6 separate regions of the Mus musculus genome follow, and all the other regions are linked to region 1. A link is a contact called in public ChIA-PET, Hi-C, HiChIP or PLAC-seq and promoter capture Hi-C data. All regions are on one chromosome and are shown on one strand. The core of a region is the stretch at or near the end of the contact, and the rest is flanking DNA. Distances in the headings are between cores, read along the strand shown. Region 1 holds the start of Zmynd8 (zinc finger, MYND-type containing 8). Region 2 holds the start of Mmp9 (matrix metallopeptidase 9). Region 3 has its middle 20 kb from the start of Gm31117. Region 4 holds the start of Ncoa5 (nuclear receptor coactivator 5). Region 5 has its middle 15 kb from the start of Gm29679. Region 6 has its middle 5.9 kb from the start of Gm30796.

Region 1 (2,576 bases), core at 31-2,530:
TGCCTTAGGGGACGAAAAGAAGCAGTTCTCTGTGGAAATAAATTGAAGCAAGAAGCCTTACGAAGCCCAGGGGATTTGTCTGCCCACCAAACAGGGCCCAGTTTCCCCCCAGAACACACATACAGGGGCGATTGTGGCAGAAAGGGCCAACCTGTGGGTGTGTAGGCCTGACTATAATGGACGGGCTTGTTTCCTGGCCCGGTTTGACATCTTTCTCTGTCCCTCTGGATTTAAATGGCTTCTCTGACTGAGAGGCACTGCCTGTATGCCCTGGATTCACAAGGTCCACGCCTCCTTGGGAAGCAGAAGCGAGACAGCAGCTAGCTAGCTCCCTCTCTCTCTCTCTCTGCATCTGCCCGGAGAGCTGCAGCTGGTATTTTTCCACAGGCCCTTTTCTACAATCTCAGGGCCTAGTTTTTCCCAGCGAGGCCCAGAGTCCCAGAGAGGGTTAACAGGCAGGAAGCTGAAGGCATCACAGACTAAGACGGAAGTCAGATTTTTGTTTAACTGACAGGTTTAGCAGGCCTCATCGGTGGGGGGAGGGAGCAGAGGGAGGGAAGACTTAAATGGAGGCATGTGGCCTGCTAGCAACGCATTTGGCTTTTCTTAGGGTAAGCCTGGAGAGGGTATCTCCCTTGCCATCCTGACAGAGCCCTTTTTGGTTTGTCTTTGAGGATCGGCTGAGGGGTGGCGGTGAGAGGTTAGAGGTCTCCCAGTTTTGCAAATGGCTCTGTGGGCCTGCCTTTTTTCCAAGAGCCACTTTGACCATGACTAGGCAAACTTGATCGCTCCACCTCACAGCAAGCTGCACCTCTCAGCTCCCTGGAACCTGGGTGCCCCTTGCTGATTTGTTGGGGCTCCCTCGGGCTGCCTGTCTCACTCCCCGCGCGCGCCCCCCCCCCCCGCCCCCCTCAGAGGCCTGCGTCTGGCCTTGTCCCTATTGCTTCTGCCTCCCTGGGGCTCTCTCCACCCCTAAGCTCGACTTTGTCCTTTGAGACCCACTCAAGCTGGCTTGTTCTATAAAACGGCCTGCTCGCCTTCTTAGAGAAGGACTTGTGTGTGGGGGCAGGCGTGGATGGGTCAGCCAGCCCACCCCAAAAGGGCCCTTCCCAGTGGCGCGCTGGCTTCAGGCTTTGCTGGAGCAGGTCAGGCTGGCTGCACGGGTTTGCCTGGCCTGGGGGATCGAGCCAGGGGGTGGGAGAAGTGCTTGTGGAGGCCCCTGTCCCAAGTTTTCCCTCCTGCAGAAGGCCTAGCTTAGCCTGTCTTTTTCTATGCACAGGATGGCTCTTGCTCACCCGAGCCTCACAAAGATAATCGCTCAGGAAGTGTTTCAGCCAATCGGCGGCGGCTTTACACTCCGATTGGCCGGGGCAGCCAATCGGGGATGAGCTTTTATTAGGCGGCCAGATCATCAGCCGAAGTGCCAAACCCTTTTTCTGTGAGAACTAGGAGCCTGTCCTCCATGTTTTATAAGTATTGACATTACACAGTTAACAATGCATCCACAGAGGTAAGCTCGGCTTTTTAACCATCTTTTCCCCCCTCCCTCCGAGTCATCGAGTCGTGGACTAGCAGTGTGATTTCTCTGTAGCCTGGCTCTGCCACACTTCCCCCCCCAGAGCACTTAGGGTAACTTGGGACTGTTTAGAGAGATTTTTTTTTTCCTTTTTGGGTCACATGGCTAAGTAGCCATTAGCCATAGCTTGATTTTACAGACTGGTGAGGGCTTGGAATACCTTTATTTTGACCAGGACAAAGAATTTCTGGACTAGTTTGAAGCTAGATCCTGGTATGCCAAAAGAGAAGCTATTATCCCCCCTTCTTTTATTTTATTTTTCCCTCCCTTCCTCTCCCCCCTCTCCCTCTCTCTCTGAACAGTCCTCCCCCTGCACTGTCGGCCGCTGTGTGTCACATGCCTGCTGGGGGAAGAAAATGGAAGGTAAGCCAGAAGCCAGAAGGTCTTCTCCCAGCACAGTTCAGGACTGCCTGTGGCAGAGAGCAGAGCAAGCCAGCTTGCTTCTCCAGAGCGGTTCTGGGAAAGGCTGGGCTAAGTTCTGACAAGAGAGGATGCGTGTTTGCACCAGAAGTCAGGCCTGAACAAGAACAGTACTCAGGGACCCAGGCTGGTTCCTGGGCCTAGGTGGGTGGTGGCGTGTGGACTGTCATCTCTTCCTCTCCAGAGCTTCGCACTCGCAGCAACATTGTTCAGGGTTTTTTTTTCCTCCCCCCGACTTAGCTTGGTACAGAATGTTCTTCAAGTCAGCCTACAGCCAGCAAATGGTTCTGAAAGTGTTTCCTAGCCTCTGAGGGAGTTTTTGGAGTAGGCTTGGTGCCTGGGGGGTTGGGGGTGGGTGGGGTGGGAGTGGGGATGGGGAGAGATTTTGAATAACATCCTGAAGGGGGGAAAAAAAGAGATCTGTGAAGACTCTGACTCCTTTAGTTTTATACTTCTTGCATGATTTTTCCATGGGCTAATGTCTCTTTTATCCTTGTCTCCCTCCCCCCTTTTCAAACATTCTATCATCTTCTGTCTTCTGTGATACAGTGCAGGGGACATGGCTCATACATACCTGAGG
Region 2 (2,576 bases), core at 32-2,531, 940 kb after region 1:
ATCTGCTGTCCCTTCTACTCTGTCCGTGGTCGTCCCTCCCATAGCCTGCCCAGCCCGGGAATTCTCACCCGCGACACCAAACTGGATGACAATGTCCGCTTCGGGTCCGTACACGCGGGTGAAGGTGAGGGGTGCCACCTCGCCCCACACCGCGAAGGCGCGCGCGAAGGCGTCATCGATCATGTCTCGCGGCAAGTCTTCAGAGTAGTTTTGGATCCTGGAGGTGAAAAGCCAGCGTCGATGGGGGATCGGGCATGCACGGATTACAAATGGGGGTGGGCGGGGCAGCAGCTACACCACGATCGCTTCAAAACACACAGGGCTGCAGCCTCTCTCGGAACTTGTATTGCTAAGGATCCCTTGTGTTCAGCTAACCGGAGGTGCAAACTGGCCTCCAGTCCCACCCAGGCACCTGCTTCTAGCCCGACATCTCACCAGTATGTGATGTTATGATGGTCCCACTTGAGGCCTTTGAAGGTTTGGAATCGACCCACGTCTGGGACACCACAGCGTGGTGTTCGAATGGCCTTTAGTGTCTGGCTGTCCAGCTCACCAGTCTGGGGCAGGGAGAGCTGCTTCTGAAGCATCAGCAAAGCCGGCCGTAGAGACTGCTTCTCTCCCATCATCTGGGCGGCCCGGGTGTAACCATAGCGGTACAAGTATGCCTGTGGATGGAGGAAGGGGCAGAGACATCACAGAGTTCTGGCACCTTGGCTCTGGACCTCTGGGCCACATGCTTAGGGACTCTACGGCCAGGACACCAGTTCTTCCTACACAGCTAGAATTCCCCTATCCTGAGGACAGCATCACACCTCGACCTCAGATGATATAAACCATGCCTACCCCTCAGCCCCACTAGAGTTTAACTGTTCACTGCCAACCTGCGCCATGTCACAACCCTTCGAAGCCGAACCCAATCTGTCCCTCCAACAGACCCGAATCTGCCCAGAGCCTCCAGACCACCTACCCCCTACTGCCTAACCCTGGCAGACATGCCCATCACCCCCAAATCCAGAAAGCATATCTGAGGCCCCATTCCTTGGGAGAGGGGGACATCTTCCTGACCAGCCCTTCTCAGCTATCCACCGAGCCATCTGTCTACCTCTGCCAGCTGGGTGTCCGTGAGGTTGGAGGTTTTCAGGTCTTTGGGGAAGACCACAAAAGTCGGCTGGCGCTGGTAAGGGGCAGCAGAGCTGCAGCCGAAAGCCAGGAGAGCCAGGAGCAGGGGCTGCCAGGGACTCATGGTGAGGACCGCAGCTTCTGGCTAACGCTGCCTTTGCAGAGATTTTAAAGAGGCAGTAAAACGGAATCAGTGACCCCGCCCCTCCCCTCCAGGCTTATGCTGACTCAGCGTGTGTGTGTGTGTGTGTGTGTGTGTGTGTGTGTGTGTGTGTGTGTGTGTGTTTACACTACCCCCTCCCTTATGCCCTGCCCACAGTCCCCCATTGCCAAGTCAGGCAGGACCCCCAGACCCACAGGAAACCACAGAACTCAGGGTTTAGTTTCTGCAAACTGCAGACTTTGTGGGAAAGGGAAGGAGGGTGTGCAGGATGGGGCATTCACCTAGCCCTAGGTCTGACGGCCCTGACTGATCAGCCCAGTAAAAGACTGGGAGACCTGAGGCCCGAGACCCCTCTTCCTTGGGCTTCTGAGACACCCCCTCCCTGGCCAGAGTGCAGCCTGGAGCCCATCCCCACACTGTAGGTTCTATCCTCTCATCCCCGCCCCCTGATAGAGTCTTTGACTCAGCTTCCTCTCCTGGCCTCTGGGAGCAGGCTCTTTGAGGCAGGATTTGGGGAATTCCATGGGGCAAACCCCTAGCTCCAGCAGGCTGACTCCTTGGGGAAGGAAAGATGAGCCTGGGGGGCGGGGGGACACACACATGTGGGAGCAAGCAGAAGCTTCATCCTTCTCAGGCTAGCACTATCCTTCCTCTTCTGTTTAAAGAACAAAAACAGACCCTTTGTCGCTCAAGCCTTTGTCCCTATATTGATCTGAGGATAAAATGAGACTCTCGAAACACAGAAAAACCACTTTCAGCAGTGTTCACGAGACCTCAGTTGATGGTGTCAGGTTTGTGATTGGAAATTAGGAGACTGGGGTCTTGGCTCTAAGCCTTGGGGTGACCTGGATGGGGCAAACACCTTCCTCTCCCGAGCTGTGAGATCGTCATGGACCCTTCCCCTCCTCCAGCCCTGCCCTGCTCCACTCAGGAAAGCTTTGGCACAGTCTTGCCAACAGCCGGCAGCCCCCGGCCTTCCATCCTCCTCGCCTGCCACCATGGTGGAGCAGGGCCTTGATCTGTCTTCAGCAAGCTGTTCTGACTAAGCCTCCTGTGTGCCCAGACCTTCATGTGCTTCCCAACGAACAGACCTGTGAGCCGGAGAGAGAGAGCTGGGTGTTCTCCCAAGCTTCTCTTAGATGCTTCTCACTGGTGAGCTCCAGCACTGAATTGCAGTTCTGGGTCTACCATTTCCCAACCTCGTCATTTCCCAACCACCTTGGGCAAGGCATTTCACCTCCAGGCCGCAGTGATCATTCACTTTTTTGATTTATTGTGTTGGACGTTGTGATAC
Region 3 (2,576 bases), core at 37-2,536, 860 kb before region 1:
ACATGTGCACACACACAAACACACACACATACCCCTCCCATTATTATGGTGGTGTTCTGGGGACTAGCATCCTCACTGAACTCTCATAGAAGGCTGCTCTGAGAGTGTGAATGTGAGCACCGGAGGGAACCAGGTGTGACTGCAGGGACCTCAGCCAGGTCCTGTCAGAAAGGGAGATTGGCTCGGCGGACTCGAGAAGAGGCATGATGACCACGTTTTGTTTTGAATTTTAAACAATCCACCTCATTCTTTTGTCAATCTTTATTTTTAATTTGTGTATTTGTGAGGCATGTATGTGGTGTGTATGTGGCATGTGTGTGCATGTGTGACTATGTGTGTACATGCATGGAGGCCAGAGTCTACACCAGGTGTCTCTCCCAACTTTCCACCTTAGTATATTTTTGGTTTTGGGTTTGAGACAGGGTTTCTCTGTGTAGTCCTGGCTGTCCTGGAACTCACTTTATAGACCAAGCTGGCCTCGAACTCGGAGATCCGCCTCCCTCTGCCTCCCAAGTGCTGGGATTAAAGGTGTGTGCCACCATCGCCCACCTAACTTTTTGAGACAGGGTCTCCCACTGAATCAAGACCTCTCTGATTCCACCAGGCTGCTGGTCAGAGCACAGGAGACCTGCCTGCCTCTGCCTTTCAGCACTGGGCTTACAGACATCCATTTCTGCACTCACCTTTTACGTGAGCTCTGGGACCCTCGCACTTACAAGGCAAGCAGTTTGCCCACTAAGCCGTCTCCCAATACTACCACTTTAAAGTTAGCATCTGTTGTGTCTGGCCAGTAGATCACAACCTGGGTTCTAGTCTGGAAAGGCATTTTGGAAACCTGGAAGAGAAGAGGGGCTGGGCTGCGCGAGATAAGGAAGGAACCAAGACAAAAGTCTCTGCTCAAGGTTTAATTTTTACTATTTCGGCACTCCGTTAAGAAGGAAGGGGGAGGGGCCCAATTCCCGCCAAATAATCTTGGAGTCCAGTAGCAGGGTGATCACGTGATGGCTCCAAACAGCAAAGCAGCACGTTCCAGCAGTGGGCGTGGCAGAATGATTGAGCGGGAAGCTCCACCCCTGAGCAAGCAGGTTTCAGGCTGGGGGAGGGGAGACTACAAGCATCCAACGACATTAGGTGTTGGGCAGCACTGTCCAGAGCTTTCTCTCTGTCTTCTACTCCTGGAATACCTCATCAAAACCAGAATTCTACTTATTAACTCCAAGCCCTGGCTGTTGGTCTCCAGCCGAGTCTGCATGTCATCCGCTGCCTGTGACTGAATTGTTTCACTTAACACTGTGCCTGCTGCTCTATCCACACTGTAAGCCTGTGTGAGGAGCTCCTTTCCTTTTCAAGGATGGCTAATATTCCCTCTTAGGTTCAGCACCCCACTTTGTTGATGGACCCTTGGGCGGTGTCTACTCTTTGCCTCTGCTTTCAACACTAGGGTCCAAATCTTTGCTCAGACGCCTGCTCTCAGTTCCCATGGGTATGCAAAATCCAGGTGTGTGTGTGTGTGTGTGTGTGTGTGTGTGTGTGCACGCATGCATGCGTGTTGTGTGTATGCATGCGTGTCTGTCATGTATGTGCGTGTGCGAGTGTGTTGTATATGTGCGTGCATTGCCAAATCAGCTCTATTTTTAAGTTTCTGAGGGCCTCTCCTGCCGTTTGGCTCTGCAGCTGCATGGCCTTGCCCTACCCCCACCCTGTCCCCCCTCCAACAGTGCATGAAGGTTCCTGTTCCTCCACTCTGTGCTCTGGGGTTTTCTCGAGGCAATGTTCCCCTTGAGTTCTTGGAGACAGAACCCAGGGCTTCCTGTATGGCAAGCTAGTGTGATACTAAACTACCCGCCCCCAGTGCTGCTGGCTTTTGTGGCAGTCAACCTAATGGGTGGGAGCCAAGCAAGCTCATTGGGTTCTTCAGGGGGCAATTCTTAGAGTTTGGGGGGGGGGAGAGTCATGGCTTGTATTGAAACCTGCCAGCAGGAAAAGTGCACATTGGTTTTGGTTTTATTTCTACCATAAGCAACTTCGTTGGATTGCGAAAATTCATTTAAAAAATCACCCATATTTCCTAATTTTTATTCTCATTTGAACTAGAGAGTTAAGTTATAGCTGTACCATGGCAGGGGTACACAGTAGGTGCTCAATAAATGTGTATATCAGGAAGGCTTCAGTTGCCCGAGTCTAAGAAAGATCACACCAAGGAAAGTGACAGGAAATGGCAGGTGACTCCAAGAGTCACCTAGGCACTGGGATGAGGATGTCTGGCTACCTTCAGTCTCACTCATGGGTCCTGTCTCACCTCAGAGACAGTGGTGAAGACATGAGGGCTCTGGCACTGGGCTCTAGGGACAGTGCAAACAGAGTCACCCACAAGGCTCTTCTCTCTCTCTCTCTCTCTCTCTCTCTCTCACACACACACACACACACTTTTAAAGACAGGGTCCTATGTAGCCCAGGCTGGCCTCTAACTCCTTGTGTGGTTGAAAATGTTTTTGGACTTCTATCTCTCCCTTTGCCTTCCCAGCGCAGTGAGTCCAGTCCCACGACACCACACTTCATTGACCTGAGAAACTTCA
Region 4 (2,576 bases), core at 52-2,551, 850 kb after region 1:
TGACTGCACAGTGGTCTGTCTGCCTGCTTCTGTCTCCCGAGTGTTGTTATTAAATATGTATAGTGATACCGGGCGTCGTGGCACACGCCTTTAATCCCAGCACTTGGGAGGCAGAGGCAGGCGAATTTCTGAGTTCGAGGCCAGCCTGGTCTACAGAGTGAGTTCCCAAGGCTACACAGAGAAACCCTGTCTCGAAATACAAACAAATATATATATATATATACAGTGACATACCAGATGGCTTTTGTGTTTTAATGCGTGCGTGTGTGTGTGTGTGTGTGTGTGTCTGTGTCTGTGTGTGTGTGTGTGTGTGTGTACATGGGGTTGAACTCAGGTCATCAGACTAGGCAGCACACACTTTTGTCCCCAGAATCACCTTACCAGCCACGCTTTGAGGTCTTTGTAGCAAATGTACAAGAAACAGTGAGTCAACTAGCAGAATGAATATAGGATCCGATGTTTAAAGAAACTGGGCTTCTCACAGTGTTCAAATCCCACAGTCACCAGTTTAGTTGGCCTGTATTGTTCAGGAGGAAGACGAGGCCCTACGGCATTTGAGGCACGAGGCGATTCATGTAGCCGGAGCTTTGATTCATGGAGAGCATTTACAACTGTAAATTCCAGTCCCTGTGACAAACTCTAGATTAAAAGGGGGGAGGGGGGACCCACACCTTTTTTACATGCTTCGTGGTCGACAGTAACGTTGAAGTCAATTTTTGACCTTGAATATTTCTCAAAGAAATATCTCAAGAAAAAAACCGTAATATATCTCCAGGAGCCTCTTGGCTCCTAGAGACAGCTAGGCAACTAATAGGATCCACAATGTATTTAAATGCAAATTTAAACCCAGCTTTTTCTTCACCTCTCTGCTCTCTTTGTTCCTTGTGATCAGGTTTGGGCACTGCACATTTTCCATCTACAAATGCTTGGCCTTTCGGGGCTTTAAGTTTTACAGGGATGAAAGTACTGGGGGACTTGTTCTTGTTACACAGTTATGGATGAGGAAAGGGGATCTGGAAAAGGGAAAAGCCAGACAGCAGTCCTGCGCGGGGCGCAGGCGTGGAGCGGGTCCTCCACTGAGACCCCGTTACTAGGCAACCGCTGGCGTTCTCAACCGCCGCCCCAGAACCACCGCCTCGCCCCCGTCGCCAAGGAGATGGACGCCTCAGCTCAGCCCTGCCGTAAACCCGCAGGCTCTTTACGACACTGCCGCGGCCGCCGCTGCGTGCGCGCCCTCTGCCCCTACCTCCACACTCCGCCCCGGCCGCCATTGCCTCGTGCCCGCGCTAGTCGGTTGGTGGCGCCTTTGTCCTACGGCGGGCAGGTGGGCAGAGGCCGAGGCGGCAGCGGCGGGCCTGAGGCGGAGGAGCGGCGGGGAGGCGGCCACGCCGGTAGCGGTGAGTGCCGGGGAGCGGTGGCCGTCCGCCGAGGCGTAGTACTGATGGGCAGGCGGTTGGGGGGGCGACGGGGACGCTGAGGCGGGAGGGCCCGTTCGACGCGCGGCCTGCTCTCCGGGCACGCGCGAGGCTGCGCATGCCCCGGAGCGGGGCGCGGCTGCCTCCGGCTCCGGTCCGGTCCGGTCCGGTCCGGCCCAGACCCGAGTCTGGCGGACCCAAGTAGGCGAGCGAGCGACTGACCGTGCGCTGAGGTGGGCACCGCGGCCCGTTTCGGTCGCAAGCTGCTGAGGCTTCTTTGTAGGATCGAGCACGCCCTGCACTCGAGAGTCTGTGAAGTCGCTCGCCCGGGGCTTTGGTGGGCGAGGGGAGCTCTTGTGAGTCAGTGGCACTGGAGGGCTTCGAACCCGGGTCCAGGATACCGGTCTCGGCGGCGGTGTCCAGGCGCCAAGCAGCCTAGGGAGCGCTGTCGCCCTGGGCGTATTCTCGAGATGTCAACTTGTGTGACAGCTCGCCCATTCTATGGACGTGGACCCTAGGCCCGGAGAACCGGGCGAGAGAAATTGTGCCGGAGGTTCGTACGGACACGGCGCCGGAACCTACTGGCTTCCCAGGGCCCTTCCCGCACCCCGGTAGCGGGTCAGGGGCTTTGCTTAGGACCACGTCTCCCCAGCTTCCGTCCCTCGCGCTGCACCTTTACAAGTCCGCCTACATCTGTACTAGATACCAAATGTTAAATGTTTTTCTTTAAACTGACTCTGACCCTCCCTCCTTAAATGCATTTGTTTAAGGCGGAAATTTTGAACCCCAAACGGTATAATGGAAAGCCAGTTATTTCTCTAACGCTCATAAAAAAAATAAATACCTGTCTATTAAAATAAACACTTGTGTCCTTGTTCCTCCTGAAGTTGTGCGCTCCAGGCTTTGGGAACCGCTGCCCTTGGAGTACGGGGTTAATTGTCATGTTATGTCTTTCACTGTATATGGAATTTTTCCCCCTGCGGCATTCCAGCTCCCATTGCAATGTCCCGGGGTGTCCCGGGATCTTCAGGGTGATGATAAATATTCTGAGCTTTCTCATTGTAAAAGGTTGTCCTTTAGAAGCGCTAATCTCAGGAGCTGCAAGAACCATCCCTCAGATGTACTGGGTGTGTTTCCTCGCTTTCTTACAGTATTGTGGTG
Region 5 (2,576 bases), core at 49-2,548, 660 kb before region 1:
AAGCCTCAGTGAGGCCTTTCCCTTCCCAGTGGGGGGAGCCTGCAGACACCTACAGAAAGATTGACTATGTGGAAGAGTGACGATCCTTTGGGCTTGTGAGGCTTGGGGAGCCATTTCTTCTGGGTCCGGAAGCCCCCCTACACTCTGCTCCCCATGTTGCTGGGATGTCCCATGCATATGGAAGGCACAAAGGACAGCCACATGCTGGCTCTTTCCTCCCATGGCCCCAGGAACACAGTGGCAGTTCTGCTGTGCAGGCCAGCAGTCTCAGAACAGAGGCGCGGAGCGGGAGCCCACCGCCGCTCCAGCTGCCAGGTGTGGCCATGACCTCAGGTCACAGTGCCCGGGGAAGCGCCGTGATGGGCATCTGCCTGGCCAGCCCCCCATTTTCCTGTGAAAGGGAGGCAGGACCTGACTGGGGCTGGGGTACCATCTGCTGTGTGAGTGCTTTGTGCTGAGAACTATGTGTGAGCCAAGCATCCCACCCTAGGGAGGCACAGCCACCGAGCAGGACCAGCTGGCAGGGGAACGGAGGGTAGGCTGGGGTGCCTGTCTCCATCTGTGTGTAACCCCTCCCAGGGAGCTCTGTGCTCACTGCACCTCAGTACAAGCCTGAGGTCCACCGCAGGCGCTTGGCCTCCTCAGCTGAGCTGCTCCACAGCCAGACGGCCATGCTGGTAGCCCAGAGGCTGTATACCCTGTACCTTGCACTCAGCGTCCTGGACTAGATAGCATCCGAGTGGATACACAGAAGGAACTCTGGGGACAGATGTGGACACTGGCCTCTTAGAACTGTTGTAAATTTGTCTGTACATGGAGAGAAGAGACAGGGGTCTGGGCCATGTTCTCCACCCTACCCACCCCGTGCCTTCCCTTTCTGGCATTTACAACCCAGGAAAGCAGGTGTTTTTCCCTTGACCCTGGTCTGCCCCTGCCTTGACATGAGGATCCTGGAGGGCGGGCCTGGTCCATTTTGTGCTCAGCTGTTGGAGGTGCACTGCTTTCAGACTGCTGCTTGTCCTGACTGCTCGCCCGTGGGAGGGGCTGGGATGCTCCCGTGTGTAACCTCTGCCCAAGGATCTTGCTGCATTGGTGGCAGTGGGCCTGATGAGGCCCCAGCCTGTGCACCACGGGCCTGGCAACTGGGGGCTTCCACTCTGCCACATTGTCCCGACTTTCTGACAAGACACAAGTGATGGGGATCACCCTCCCCCTTCGCCCTGCCTTGGGGGGGAAGGGGATGGGACCCCTAGTTAGTCACCTGCTGTGTGCCACCTAGAGCAGTTGGGACAGACCAGCTTCAGAGGACACAGGAAGGAAGCAGCCCCTGTGGTTTCTGCGGTCCACAGTGTTTCCTAACACACAGGGTGAGAAATGGGAGGGCAAGGGGTAAGCCTGCTTCTCTTGCTGTCTCTCCCTCAGGGGCCAGGTAGGTCTTTTCTGGATCTGGCCAGGCCTAAAGGGGCTCAAGGTCGCAGTGGGTACAGTGTTCTTTCTGTCTCTATTTGTCTGCCTGTCTCTCTTGCCCTTTGTTTCTCTAAATTCATGGCCTCTTTTACTTTAGTTCACACACACACACACACACACACACACACACACACTCACAGTTTCCTTGTTGAGGGATGAGGACTGCACTTATCCATGGATGTCTTAGTTACTTTTCTGTTGCTGTGAAGAGACACCATGACCAAGGCAACTTAGAAAAGAAAACATTGTGGCGAGGGGCGGGGGGGGGGGGGGAGATCTGAGGGGGAATTGTGGGGGTGGGGGGGTGGGGGGAGAGGACTTACATTTCCAGAGGGTTAGAGTTCATTATCATCATAATGGGGAGCATAGTAGCAGGCAGGCATGGTGCTGGAGCAGTAGGTGAGAGCTTCTGATCCACAGGCAGAAGGCAGAGAAAGCTAACTGGAAACAGAGTGGCTCACTGCCCCTGCCACACCTCTTCCAACAAGGCCACACCTCCTCCAACAAGGCCACACTTCGTAATCCCTCTCAAACAGTTCCACCAACTGGGCACCAGGCATTGAAACACATGAGCTTATGGGTGCCATTCAAACTACCACAGTGGTTACAAAGACAACTACTTGGAATGTAACCCATGTGGAACAATGCCTTGGGGAACTGTGAGAGAGGCGGCAGGAAAAAGCTCAGAGGGCCTTTTACTTTGAGGGCATTTTGCTCTTTGGATGTGTTTTTGTGCCTCCAGTGCTAAACATTTACATTCAATTTATAAGGCATGTTTATTCTTGTTGGATGTCGGATCATAGCTGTAGAACCCAATCCGGTCAGTGTGCCCTGAATCTGGATCTGGCCTTCTGCTGTGCTTTCATGTTTTCCCCAGATATACTCTCCAGTATGTGCCAGGCGATTGTGTTTCAATGGCTCTGTCCTGAGAAAGTGCTGGGAAAGCGCTGCTCTGTCAATATTTGGTATGTGCTTACTGACGCTTCTTTACATGTTTGTCTCATCATGTTCTTCTGAACTCCAACAGCCTCCCCTGGGCCACTGCTTTCTTTGTTACATTCGTGTATAGAAGTCCACTGACTCTGAAGTAAGCTTGTCTAAAGCGTTAG
Region 6 (2,576 bases), core at 31-2,530, 510 kb before region 1:
AGGGGGCACAATGTGAACAGGTCCTCTGATGTTTTGAGAAGAGCCAGAAGCAAAAATCTATTGATTACAAAACAAAACAGAAGAGTTGGTAGCTAACCAAGAAGAAAACAAAACAAAACAAAAAATACTAGTTTGTGCTGTCTGCCTGCCTGCCTGTCAGTGTTCTGCCTGGCTAAGCTCGTGGCACCTTCAGGACCCAAGGAGCTGGGCTCAGAAACTATGACAGACACCCAGCTTGACCCTGTTTTCAGAGTGACCAAGCTTGCGTTTACCACTCCCACGTTTGATAGAGGTGTGGGTGCAGCCCACACTTCGGCTCCCTCTGAGTGCCACAAGAAGCATCCTTGTCACCCAGGTGCTGTGAGAAAGGTCCCTTCCCCCAACCTCATGGCTGACACCCTGAGGCAGGAGGGACACGCACTAGGCACCTGCACCCATATAGGGAGATGAGTCTGCTGCTTCCCAGAGGCTGAGGCTGTGTCTGCTCAGAATTGGTGGCTGAGGCATGATGAGGGGGTGTTGTCAGGAGCTCCAGAACTTGGTATGAGTAGCTGGCCTGGGAGCTAATCGGTCACCCACACCCCAGCACTGTGGTGACAGATGTATGTCACCTTGCCTGGGTGCTGGAGGATTGGACTCAGGCCCTCATGCTTCTGAGGTGAAAACTTTACCAACTTTAACCAGGCCCAAGGCAGGCCAGTTTTAAAAGACTAGCCAAATAATTGCATAGCAGGTTCCTGGAGCTGGCCCAGGAGATCGCCCAGAGCTTCAGCGTGAGTGTGAAGTGCCTGGAAAATGTTGTCCCAGCAGGATGCATGGGCTGGGCCTGGAACTTAAATGTCATCAGTCAGGGGCTGGATGAGCCACTGAAGTCACAGAGAAAGGTGTCAGGATGACCTCAGCCTCGGCCCTTTGCTGTGGGGAGGTTTAGTCATGGAAAGAAACTAGATCTGCTTTTTCTGCACCCTCACCACCCCCAGGCTGACGCTGGGGAAAGCACATTTTGGTTGGCTGGCTAGCCAGCCTCCTCTTAAATATTTAACCCAGGCAGGGCAGTTCCTGCCTCCCACCTCCCTACCTCCCTCCCTCCCACCCTAGCTGTCCTTCAGCATCAGAGCTGGGGCCGGGAGGAGGGGCCCAGGACACATGTTTCTGAGTTAGAGATGCTGAAATCCTGGTAGTTACAGCAGTTTTAATAAATGGGGTTAATGCTCCAGGGTGAGGCTCTCCGTGTGCTGGTCACGCACAGCTGCCTGCATCAGTCCAGAGGTTTGTTTAAATGTACAGTTTAGAAGTGGATTAAGCAAGCTCTCTGAAGCCCAGTGTGCTGGGCAGGCGAGCACAGGGGACTGGTCAGAGCACAGACCCAGAGCCAGGGACAAGGATGCACAAGGCTGATTGACTCCAAGGATAGCGGGATGGAAAAGGAAGAGGCTTAAGTGAGATTTTTCAGTGAGCCCACAGCTGTTGGCTTCTTGGGGCGCTCACTGCAGCGGCTGGGGTTGCCTCCGCTTCTTCAGAGTCTGGGTCAGGCCTGGCAGATCAGGTCAGAGCTCGCTCTGTCCTTGGCCACTAAGGTGGATCCTCACTTCTCTTCCCTAGTCCTCCTTCCTCTGTCCTGCTGCATCCTGGATCCCACTTCAGCCATATTTAATGAGCCTTGGTAGCTTCAGTGCTACACCCCAGAGTGGACAAATGACAATAGGATTATTTCTTAGGTTTCTAGGTCTGAGAAGATTGAGGTCAAGGTTCTGGAAGAGCTGGCGTTCGCTGAGGGCCACTTTCCATCAAGGCATGGTCTCGTGACTTAACTACTCCCAAAGGCCGTGCTTCTCAACTGGGTTTTGTGGGGAATGGAGTGCTGACATACATCTGGACGCCTTTAGGCAAATGAATCCAGCTCAGCATTGCTTGGGACACTGGGGAGCTCATGGGCGAGCAAATGAGGTCATGGGATGCTTACCCGACTCTGTGAGACGGCTTAACCTACAACACACACTAAGCAAAAGATGCACTGCTTGACAGTGGCTCGTGCCATCTGCCCTGAGGTGGATGTGACACATTTGCACAGGTGACGTAGTAAGGACAGGCACCTGGGGACAGGGAGTGGGGCTGGCAGGAAGAGGTGCCTCCCAGAGGCAGGAGCAATGGCGGCGGCGGCGGCAGCAGCAGCAGCAACAGCAGCAGCAGCTTTGAGGAGAGCCTGAGACTTGGAAGGGAAAAGCTTGGTAACACACTGTAACAGGTACGAGCCTGACTCTCTGGTGAACCATCTAGGTTCTCGTGTCTCAAGACAAAGGACTACACTGGGCACATATGGTGAGAAACAGAAATAAAGGTGAGCCAAGAAGCAAGATCACTGAGCAAGGGAAATGGACTTCCAAGAATAGGAATGGGCTATTGAGCAGAGGGGAAAGCCAGAAGCACTGGGTTGGAGGCAGGGGACACTTAGAAGGCATTCACATAGCACCCACCTCTCCCACATCTGTATAGCCTGGGTTTTCCTTGTACATGCCCTGTTTGCGACTTGAAGCCTGGGTGATGGAGGGCTTCTAGTCTTTCTCTTCAAACCAGCT

The links. Promoter capture Hi-C pulls out the DNA fragments that hold promoters and counts their contacts. A called contact is a pair of places that touch in the nucleus more often than the background predicts. ChIA-PET counts read pairs in DNA pulled down with a chosen protein or histone mark. HiChIP or PLAC-seq counts read pairs in DNA pulled down with a chosen protein or histone mark.
Region 2: a promoter capture Hi-C map of stem cell-derived epiblast-like cells shows a contact between it and region 1, with 2.7 times the contacts expected there. The contact joins the promoter of Mmp9 here to the promoter of Zmynd8 in region 1. A contact is called at or near these places in 2 of 39 promoter capture datasets (hippocampal neurons and stem cell-derived epiblast-like cells).
Region 3: a contact with region 1 is called in an H3K27ac HiChIP or PLAC-seq map of embryonic stem cells, with 2.7 times the contacts expected there. The contact joins the enhancer-like site here to the promoter of Zmynd8 in region 1. A contact is called at or near these places in 1 of 39 promoter capture datasets (cranial neural crest) and 5 of 115 datasets of contacts at active chromatin or transcription factors (SST interneurons, embryonic stem cells, epiblast stem cells and 2 more).
Region 4: a contact with region 1 is called in an H3K4me3 HiChIP or PLAC-seq map of bone marrow-derived macrophages, with 4 times the contacts expected there. The contact joins the promoter of Ncoa5 here to the promoter of Zmynd8 in region 1. A contact is called at or near these places in 1 of 39 promoter capture datasets (liver) and 1 of 115 datasets of contacts at active chromatin or transcription factors (bone marrow-derived macrophages).
Region 5: an RNA polymerase II ChIA-PET map of memory CD8 T cells shows a contact between it and region 1, with 9 read pairs. The contact joins the enhancer-like site here to the promoter of Zmynd8 in region 1. A contact is called at or near these places in 1 of 39 promoter capture datasets (cranial neural crest), 1 of 484 Hi-C or Micro-C datasets (natural killer cells), 7 of 115 datasets of contacts at active chromatin or transcription factors (bone marrow-derived macrophages, embryonic stem cells, forebrain and 3 more) and 2 of 9 other capture datasets (adipose tissue and liver).
Region 6: a contact with region 1 is called in a Hi-C map of rod photoreceptor, with 4 times the contacts expected there. The contact joins the enhancer-like site here to the promoter of Zmynd8 in region 1. A contact is called at or near these places in 1 of 39 promoter capture datasets (pre-B cells), 1 of 484 Hi-C or Micro-C datasets (rod photoreceptor), 1 of 115 datasets of contacts at active chromatin or transcription factors (large pre-B cells) and 1 of 9 other capture datasets (liver).

The regions. Positions count from the first base shown.
Region 1 is chr2:165,883,542-165,886,117 of GRCm38.p6, reverse strand. It overlaps Zmynd8 (zinc finger, MYND-type containing 8), which reads left to right and starts at 1,280. Exons shown (of 23, transcript NM_001363020.1): 1 at 1,280-1,510. The coding sequence starts at 1,497. 1810021M19Rik (a long non-coding RNA gene) reads right to left here and starts at 389. Exons shown (of 3, transcript XR_866948.2): 1 at 1-389.
Region 2 is chr2:164,946,924-164,949,499 of GRCm38.p6, reverse strand. Mmp9 (matrix metallopeptidase 9) reads right to left here and starts at 1,281. Exons shown (of 13, transcript NM_013599.4): 1 at 1,103-1,281; 2 at 436-665; 3 at 69-217. The coding sequence starts at 1,243.
Region 3 is chr2:166,745,166-166,747,741 of GRCm38.p6, reverse strand. No RefSeq gene overlaps it. Among named protein-coding and RNA genes, the nearest start is that of Gm31117, 20 kb to the left of the region's middle. Within about 2 kb of position 1,286, at least 80 of the 459 cell types and tissues checked have an H3K27ac peak or open chromatin away from gene starts, as enhancers often do. A contact at or near this core is called in embryonic stem cells and trophoblast stem cells, where this site is marked.
Region 4 is chr2:165,033,504-165,036,079 of GRCm38.p6, reverse strand. Ncoa5 (nuclear receptor coactivator 5) reads left to right here and starts at 1,301. Exons shown (of 8, transcript NM_144892.1): 1 at 1,301-1,397.
Region 5 is chr2:166,547,998-166,550,573 of GRCm38.p6, reverse strand. No RefSeq gene overlaps it. Among named protein-coding and RNA genes, the nearest start is that of Gm29679, 15 kb to the left of the region's middle. Within about 2 kb of position 1,298, at least 78 of the 459 cell types and tissues checked have an H3K27ac peak or open chromatin away from gene starts, as enhancers often do. A contact at or near this core is called in bone marrow-derived macrophages and memory CD8 T cells, where this site is marked.
Region 6 is chr2:166,397,690-166,400,265 of GRCm38.p6, reverse strand. No RefSeq gene overlaps it. Among named protein-coding and RNA genes, the nearest start is that of Gm30796, 5.9 kb to the left of the region's middle. Within about 2 kb of position 1,280, at least 108 of the 459 cell types and tissues checked have an H3K27ac peak or open chromatin away from gene starts, as enhancers often do. A contact at or near this core is called in rod photoreceptor, where this site is marked.